Regions from separate parts of the Pan troglodytes genome. Here region 2 is linked to region 1. The links are chromatin contacts, called in public Hi-C maps. All regions are on one chromosome and are shown on one strand. Each heading gives the region's core, a stretch centred on a gene start, on an enhancer-like site or on the middle of the called end of the contact. The rest is flanking DNA. Distances are from core to core; before and after follow the strand shown.

Region 1 (3,462 bases), core at 293-2,792:
ATTAACCCCTGACCAAAACTACTGGTGTTATCTGTAAATTCTAGACATTGTATAAGAAAGCACTGTAAAACTTTTTGTTCTGTTAGCTGATGTATGTAGCCCCCAGTCACGTTTCTCACGCTTACTTGATCTATTATGACTTTTTCACGTAGACCCCGTAGAGTTGTAAGCCCTTAAAAGGGCTAGGAATTTCTTTTTCGGGGAGCTTGGCTCTTAAGACACGAGTCTGCCGACGCTCCCGGCCGAATAAAAAAACCTCTTCCTTCTTTAATCTGGTGTCTGAGGGGTTTTGTCTGCGACTCGTCCTGCTACAACAGAATGGGACAATACAATGCATGTCATGTAAAAGTAACTCCGGCCGGGCGCGGTGGCTCACGCCTGTAATCCCAGCACTTTGGGAGGCCGAGGTGGGCGGATCACGATGTCAGGAGATCGAGACCATCCTGGCTAATACGGTGAAACCCCCTCTCTACAAAAATACAAAAAATTAGCCGGGCGTGATGACGAGCGCCTGTAGTCCCAGCTACTCGGGAGGCTGAGGCAGGAGAATGGCGTGAACCCGGGAGGCGGAGCTTGCAGTGAGCCGAGATCGCGCCACTGCACTCCAGCCTGGGCGACAGAGCAAGACTCCGTCTCAAAAAAAAAAAAAAAAAAAAAAAAGTAACTCCTATAATCTTAAGTACTGGTGTAATATAAAACTATACGCATGCTCCAGAGAAGTCATCCTGGCAACCTCTCTGGAAGGAGTTTGAAATAAACCGTATCTTTCTCAACACGCTTGTACACCCCAAGTCTAGCATAGTCACACAACAGAGAAGTTCAGTCTGGCAACACACTACAGCCGGAGACAAATTAGGTGGCCACCGTGATGGTCCAAGCCAGGAACTAGTTAATTAAAGGTTGAGGTGAGCAGGCTTGTCTGCGACATTTGCATATTTCTGACTTGCGTACTTAGAAGACGAAGGCCAGTACCCTTAAGACTGATGGTTTCCGAAGGAAACACTGTCATCTCTAGTTGCTGTCCTCCTTCCTCCTCCCTGTCTATCCCGGAGAAAAGACCCTCAGAGAAACACCCACACTTAGTCTCTGGCCCTCGGCTCCCAGGAACGCTGCCGGAGCAACCCCGCCGTCTAGGCTGGACGCTGAGAGAGGATCGTCCACGACTCACTTCAAGGCTGAACCAAGAAAACACAGTAAAGGAACTTGCCGGCGGCCGCGACGGTAGCGTCAGCTAGAAATCAGGTCTCCAGTGTTCCCAGTTCCCACCAGTCCAACTGCGAGGAGTGCGACGTGAGTCTGAGTCTGATCCCTCCGAAAACCGTACTTCCGGCGCTGTCTCGGAGGCCTCCGGTCCCCTCCCTTGTCCGTCTTCTAACTCTTCCCCACGCCAGGTCCGTCAAGCCTAAGTCCTTGAGTTCCGGGTCCGGGCAGCAGAGAAAGGAAGTCCTCTCCCTGGAGGCCTATCTCCCTCAGAACTGCGCGAGAAGCGAGACCTTAGAAGGCAGGGCTTCCCGCGAAGGACCGGAAAGCAGCGCCTACTAAGGACGCCGTCGAGGTCCGGGGCGCCTCAACTCTATAGCTCTAACTGGCTAGAAGTGCCCAACGTGGAAGGTTTCTTTTTTAAAGGCGGCTCTTGAAGCGACCCGGAAACGGAAGTGGAAGAAAGTTCTAGTGGCTTGAGGTATCCGCAGGAGCGGCCGGGTGGCGGGAGGAACCGTTACGGGAACTGAAGTTGCGGGTGAGCGCCAGCCGCGGAGCAGGGCCCTGACTGGAGGCCAGAGGGGTTGCGGGGAGAAGGGGAGGAGAGGGGTCGCAGGCGCTGTGGCGGGCCCTGGGGGAGAGCTTGGCCGCGCTGCGGGGAGGGGGCGGGGTGCGGCGCGTGGGAGCCGGGCCGCGGGAAGGGGCGGGCCGCAGCGGCGCTCGGTGGGGGCGGAGCTGGGGCGCGGCGTGAACCCCGCGGGCGGGGAGCGGGTGTGCGCAGCGCTAGGTGTGCGCTTCGCCCTGTAGGTAGAGAGACCCTTTGGTTAGCTTTCCACGCCAAGTGGCCGTTCCAGGCAGTCAGTGTCGTCTTGGTTCAGCCAAGGTCACAGAGGGAGTGACAGCTTCCGCGCAGCCCTGGCTACGGACTCTGGGAATCTTTCCACTGCCCCGCTTGCGCCACCTGTTAGGCAGGATCGTTTTTCCTCTGGGGCAAGATCAAAATCCAGGTCCTGCAGGAAGAAACTCCTCTTAAAAATAGTAGGGAAGAGTCTCCCTGGAACTGGTTTCTCCTTTCAGGATGAGGGGGATCGAGCAAGCCACGGTAGCCCCTGGCTTGGCTTCCTCTTACTATGAGATTGCTCGTGGGCCCTTAGGAGTTCCAGGTCTTCAGCCCTAATCTGCCTTTTTTTTGGGATTCCTAGATTAAGCCTGATCAAGATGACAACCTCCCAAAAGCACCGAGACTTCGTGGCAGAGCCCATGGGGGAGAAGCCAGTGGGGAGCCTGGCTGGGATTGGTGAAGTCCTGGGCAAGAAGCTGGAGGAAAGGGGTTTTGACAAGGTGTGGGGTGGCTGCGTGTACCTAGTGCAAGCGGGGGGTGGAAGGGAAGTGATTCCATCTGCTGGGGGATGGACAGTAAGGTATAATCTGAAGAGGCTGCCAGAGCCTGGGCACCTGGTGGAGAGGAGAGGGGGGCAAAACCTGCGCTGCTTCCTGGGCTTGTGTGCTCTGAATGGCACAGGAATGGCTGTCTTGCTCTTATCTCTCACTGAGCACTGAGCAGCACGCCCCTTCCTTTTCCCTGTTTTGCAGGCCTATGTTGTCCTTGGCCAGTTTCTGGTGCTAAAGAAAGATGAAGACCTCTTCCGGGAATGGCTGAAAGACACTTGTGGCGCCAACGCCAAGCAGTCCCGGGACTGCTTCGGATGCCTTCGAGAGTGGTGCGACGCCTTCTTGTGATGCTCTCTGGGAAGCTCCTAATCCCCAGCCCTCATCCAGAGTTTGCAGCCGAGTAGGGACTCCTCCCCTGTCCTCTACGAAGGAAAAGATTGCTATTGTCGTACTCACCTCCGACGTACTCCGGGGTTTTTTGGGAGTTTTCTCCCCTAACCATTTCAACTTTTTTTTGGATTCTTGCTCTTGCATGCCTCCCCCGTCCTTTTTCCCTTGCCAGTTCCCTGGTGACAGTTACCAGCTTTCCTGAATGGATTCCCGGCCCCATCCCTCACCCCCACCCTCACTTTCAATCCGTTTGATACCATTTGGCTCCTTTTTTGGCAGAACAGTCACTGTCCTTGTAAAGTTTTTTAGATCAATAAAGTCAGTGGCTTTCATGACTGGGCTTTGTGCACTGAAAAGCAAGTGGGCTGGGAGTTGCCTCTCCTCCAGGGACTGACCATGTTTCCCTCACTCCTTATCAGTAGAGACCGAAACTGGCAGCTTCCCTTCCACTCCCAGAGGGCAGCCACCCTAGCCATGTAG
Region 2 (3,226 bases), core at 422-2,921, 47 kb after region 1:
GGGACAGGGCATCCTCAGTGCAGGAATTCCCTGGACACCAGCCCCTGAAGGTGGGCACCAGCTTCTGTATGGCCACTGTTAATGACAGGGTGTTCATCACCTCCTGATACAGCCTGGTCCATTTCTGAGCAACTTACAGCTTGTTCAGGTTCTTTCCGGGACAGCCAGGATTACCCTGCCAGTGGTAGCACCTGCTTCGGCCTGCCCCTTCCACCTCCCATTCTGCACTCTTGGTAGTGCTGCCCTCCTAGAGCACACAGAACATTTTTCTCCATGACAGACCTTCAGGTATTTGGAAGCAGTAACCCTGTCTCCTCTGGGTGGGCACTCGGCCAGGCTAAACATTCCAGGTCCTGAGAGAGGGTGCTGCTCGGACACTGTGGGAGGCCTGCCTTCCCTTGGCAATTTGACTCCAAGATGCCTGTTTTGGAGATGGGGCCAAGGCAGTGCCTCTCAGGGAGGGGGCCACTGGGCTGGGTTTCCATCGGATTTTCTGGCTGGTGTGGGGTGCGTGATGGTGCTGCTGGAGCTGTGCTTTAGAGCAGTGGCCCTGGCTCCTGCCCTCAGATGCTTCACACGACTCCCCATTGTGCCTGGTGTCTTCTCCATAGAGAGAGTTCTCCCAGCTATCCCAGGCAGGTCAGGACGCCCAGGCTCATCAGAATGTCAGTGCTAATTTTAGTCAGAACAATCTACCTCACGCTGCTGCCCAGTTTTGCAAATTGCTAGCTTTTCTCCAGGGAACCAAAGAAATAGTAGAGCCGACCAGAGCTTTGAAAATGGGCCTGGGTGCCCACCCTCCTAAAGGAGCCCTTTCTCCTCTGTCTCCTCTGAGCTCTAGAGCTGAAACCGATGCACTTGGAGGAAGGGGTGCCCTGGACTGGACCACTTGGACCTGACTGCTGGATGGCCCGGAGACTCCATCCTGTCCTGACTTGAGGGATGGGACAGCCCAGTGTTGAGGGACGCTGACCCAGGGTGCTCCAGAGGAGGGGCGAAGGGCTGAGGGGGTCTGCAAAGTACTGGCCTGGGAGAGCAAATCTTTCCACCTCCCTCTTTTTCCTCCTCCCCCACCCCCCAGCCTGCACCAGGTCTGCCCCTGGCCCCCCAGCCTCCTCTCTCTCTCATCCACCCCCGCGTCATCCCTGCCTTGGAATTCCCTCCATCCTCCTGTCTCCATTACTGCCCACCAGCACCATACCTCCCACTCCCTCAATTTCATCCCAGCATCCCCCAGGGATCCTGCCAGTGGGATCTGATCACCATAGGGGATAGGCCAGATTGGCCCGCTCACCCTATCTTCTCCCACTTTCCAGGGGTAGAGCGCCCCCCTCCTCATGCTTTCCAACCACTACGCCCCCAAGACACTCTCCCGCCCGCCTCTCGGCCCCCATCCCGGTCTGGTCCACTCCCACCCCTCCAACCCCATGCCGGCCACTGCAGTACTCACACCGCACGCCTGGGCTCTGCCTCTGGCCCGGGTTGGGGGCGGCCGCCGCTATCTCTGGACCCTTGTCTCGAAATCCGCACGGGGTCCGAGGGTGCCCGGGGCCCTGCGCGCCGAGTGCCGGTGGCTTGCCTCTCAGCGCCTGGATGGGATCAGGTGGCAGCGTCCACTAGGCTCGCTCCTCCCGGCTCTGCCCGCCCCCCGCCCCCCGCCCCCCATCGCACACCGGAGGAAGGCGAGGGGCGGGGCCAGGCCACGAGCAAGTAGGGGAGAGGGGAGAGAGGGGAAAGGAAGGGGGACGGGGGAGGGGGGGTGGTTCCCTGGCTTGCCCGCTGGCTGCCGTGAACAGTCTCTGGGTGGCATCTTCAGATGCAGTTGTCTTACTCTGGCAACCTTGCAGAGTTGGACACTAATGTGGCCAGCTCCCTTCTCTCACTCAGGCAGGGAAACTGAGGCCGGGAAGGTGTCTGGATACTCCTGCATTGCTGGGTATTCCGGGGCACCGCCGGTCATACTTGGGCTTCTGGGTGAGCCAGATGCTGGTACACGTGCAAGTACCCACATCCTCTCTGTCCTCCTCCAGTAGAGAAGCAGTGCTCCAGCCTTGTCTGGTCCCATCTCTGCCCACACACCCCCTTCCCTTCCAGCGTGTCCCCCATACCCTCTGATGTAGCTTCTGGCTGCTCACCCATTTTTCCTCACTAGGACTCCAGACCCACTCACTCCTGACCAGAGCTATAGTGAGGCTGGGACCCCTGCCTAGGCACCTGCCACCAGGCATCAAAGAACCCAAGTTCAATCCTGGTTTGCTCTTAAATCCCAGAGTCAAGAGGCAACTCCCTAAGCCCTATTGCTTCCAGCTGTAAAATGGGAAGCTGTTCTGAGGTAGCAGAGATAATACACACGAAGGCTCCATATGAACTTCTTAGTCCTCAGCTCCCATCACCTGGGAGCTGGGCAGCAGCACCTCCCAAAGCCATGCCAGACATCAAGAGCCCTACACTGAGTTCTGTGGCTGGCCTGCACACCTGCTTTCTATTTTGCTCTGGGCCTGGTAAAGCAAGGATCCTGGAGCTGGGTAGCCACCCAAAGGTGGGACTGGAAGGGGCTGGATACGCCCTTCTAGGCCCACATAGGAAATAGTATGAGGGTCCTTGTTATGGTTGAGGAGGAGGAAATAGGGACTCTCAGAGTCAGAAGGACTGCTGGTGGCCCCAGTTCGGCCCCTTGGGCATGTCACCTTCTCTGCCCATCAATCTTCCGCTGTGTACAATATCGTGGGGGAGGAGGATCTTGAGACCTTGCCTCCTTCCCAGGGCTGTTATAAAATGAGACTCCAGGCTGGGTGCAGTGGCTCACGCCTGTAATCCCAGCACTTTGGGAGGCTGAGGCGGGCGGATCACGAGGTCAGGAGATCGAGACCATCCTGGCTAACGCGGGGAACCCCGTCTCTACTAAAAAAAATACAAAAAAATTAGCTGGGCGTGGTGGCGGGCGCCTGTAGTCCCAGCTACTCGGGAGGCTGAGGCAGGAGAATGGCGTGAACCCAGGAGGCGGAGCTTGCAGTGAGCGCAGATAGAGCCACTGCACTCCAGCCTGGGCAACTGAGTGAGACTCTGTCTCAAAAATAAATAAATAAATAAATAAATAAATAAATAAATAAAATGAGACTCCATCAGCCTTTAGTTTATCCTGCCTCAGAGACCCCGCCCCCTTCCCTAGCACCTACACATGCCTTGGGGTCCTCAGCCTCAGATGACCTGCCCTGGGCTCTCCAGT

The links. A called contact is a pair of places that touch in the nucleus more often than the background predicts.
Region 2: a Hi-C map of stem cell-derived neural progenitor cells shows a contact between it and region 1, with 1.8 times the contacts expected there. The contact joins the promoter of GAL3ST3 here to the promoter of BANF1 in region 1. A contact is called at or near these places in 1 of 7 Hi-C or Micro-C datasets (stem cell-derived neural progenitor cells) and 1 of 1 datasets of contacts at active chromatin or transcription factors (stem cell-derived excitatory neurons).

Annotation. Positions count from the first base shown.
Region 1 is chr9:68,330,902-68,334,363 of NHGRI_mPanTro3-v2.0_pri, forward strand. It overlaps BANF1 (BAF nuclear assembly factor 1), which reads left to right and starts at 1,543. Exons shown (of 3, transcript XM_016921282.3): 1 at 1,543-1,681; 2 at 2,403-2,541; 3 at 2,794-3,314. The coding sequence starts at 2,419. The coding sequence ends at 2,940. It overlaps EIF1AD (eukaryotic translation initiation factor 1A domain containing), which reads right to left and starts at 1,330. Exons shown (of 8, transcript XR_010147257.1): 1 at 1,208-1,330.
Region 2 is chr9:68,377,691-68,380,916 of NHGRI_mPanTro3-v2.0_pri, forward strand. It overlaps GAL3ST3 (galactose-3-O-sulfotransferase 3), which reads right to left and starts at 1,672. Exons shown (of 3, transcript XM_016921284.4): 1 at 1,451-1,672.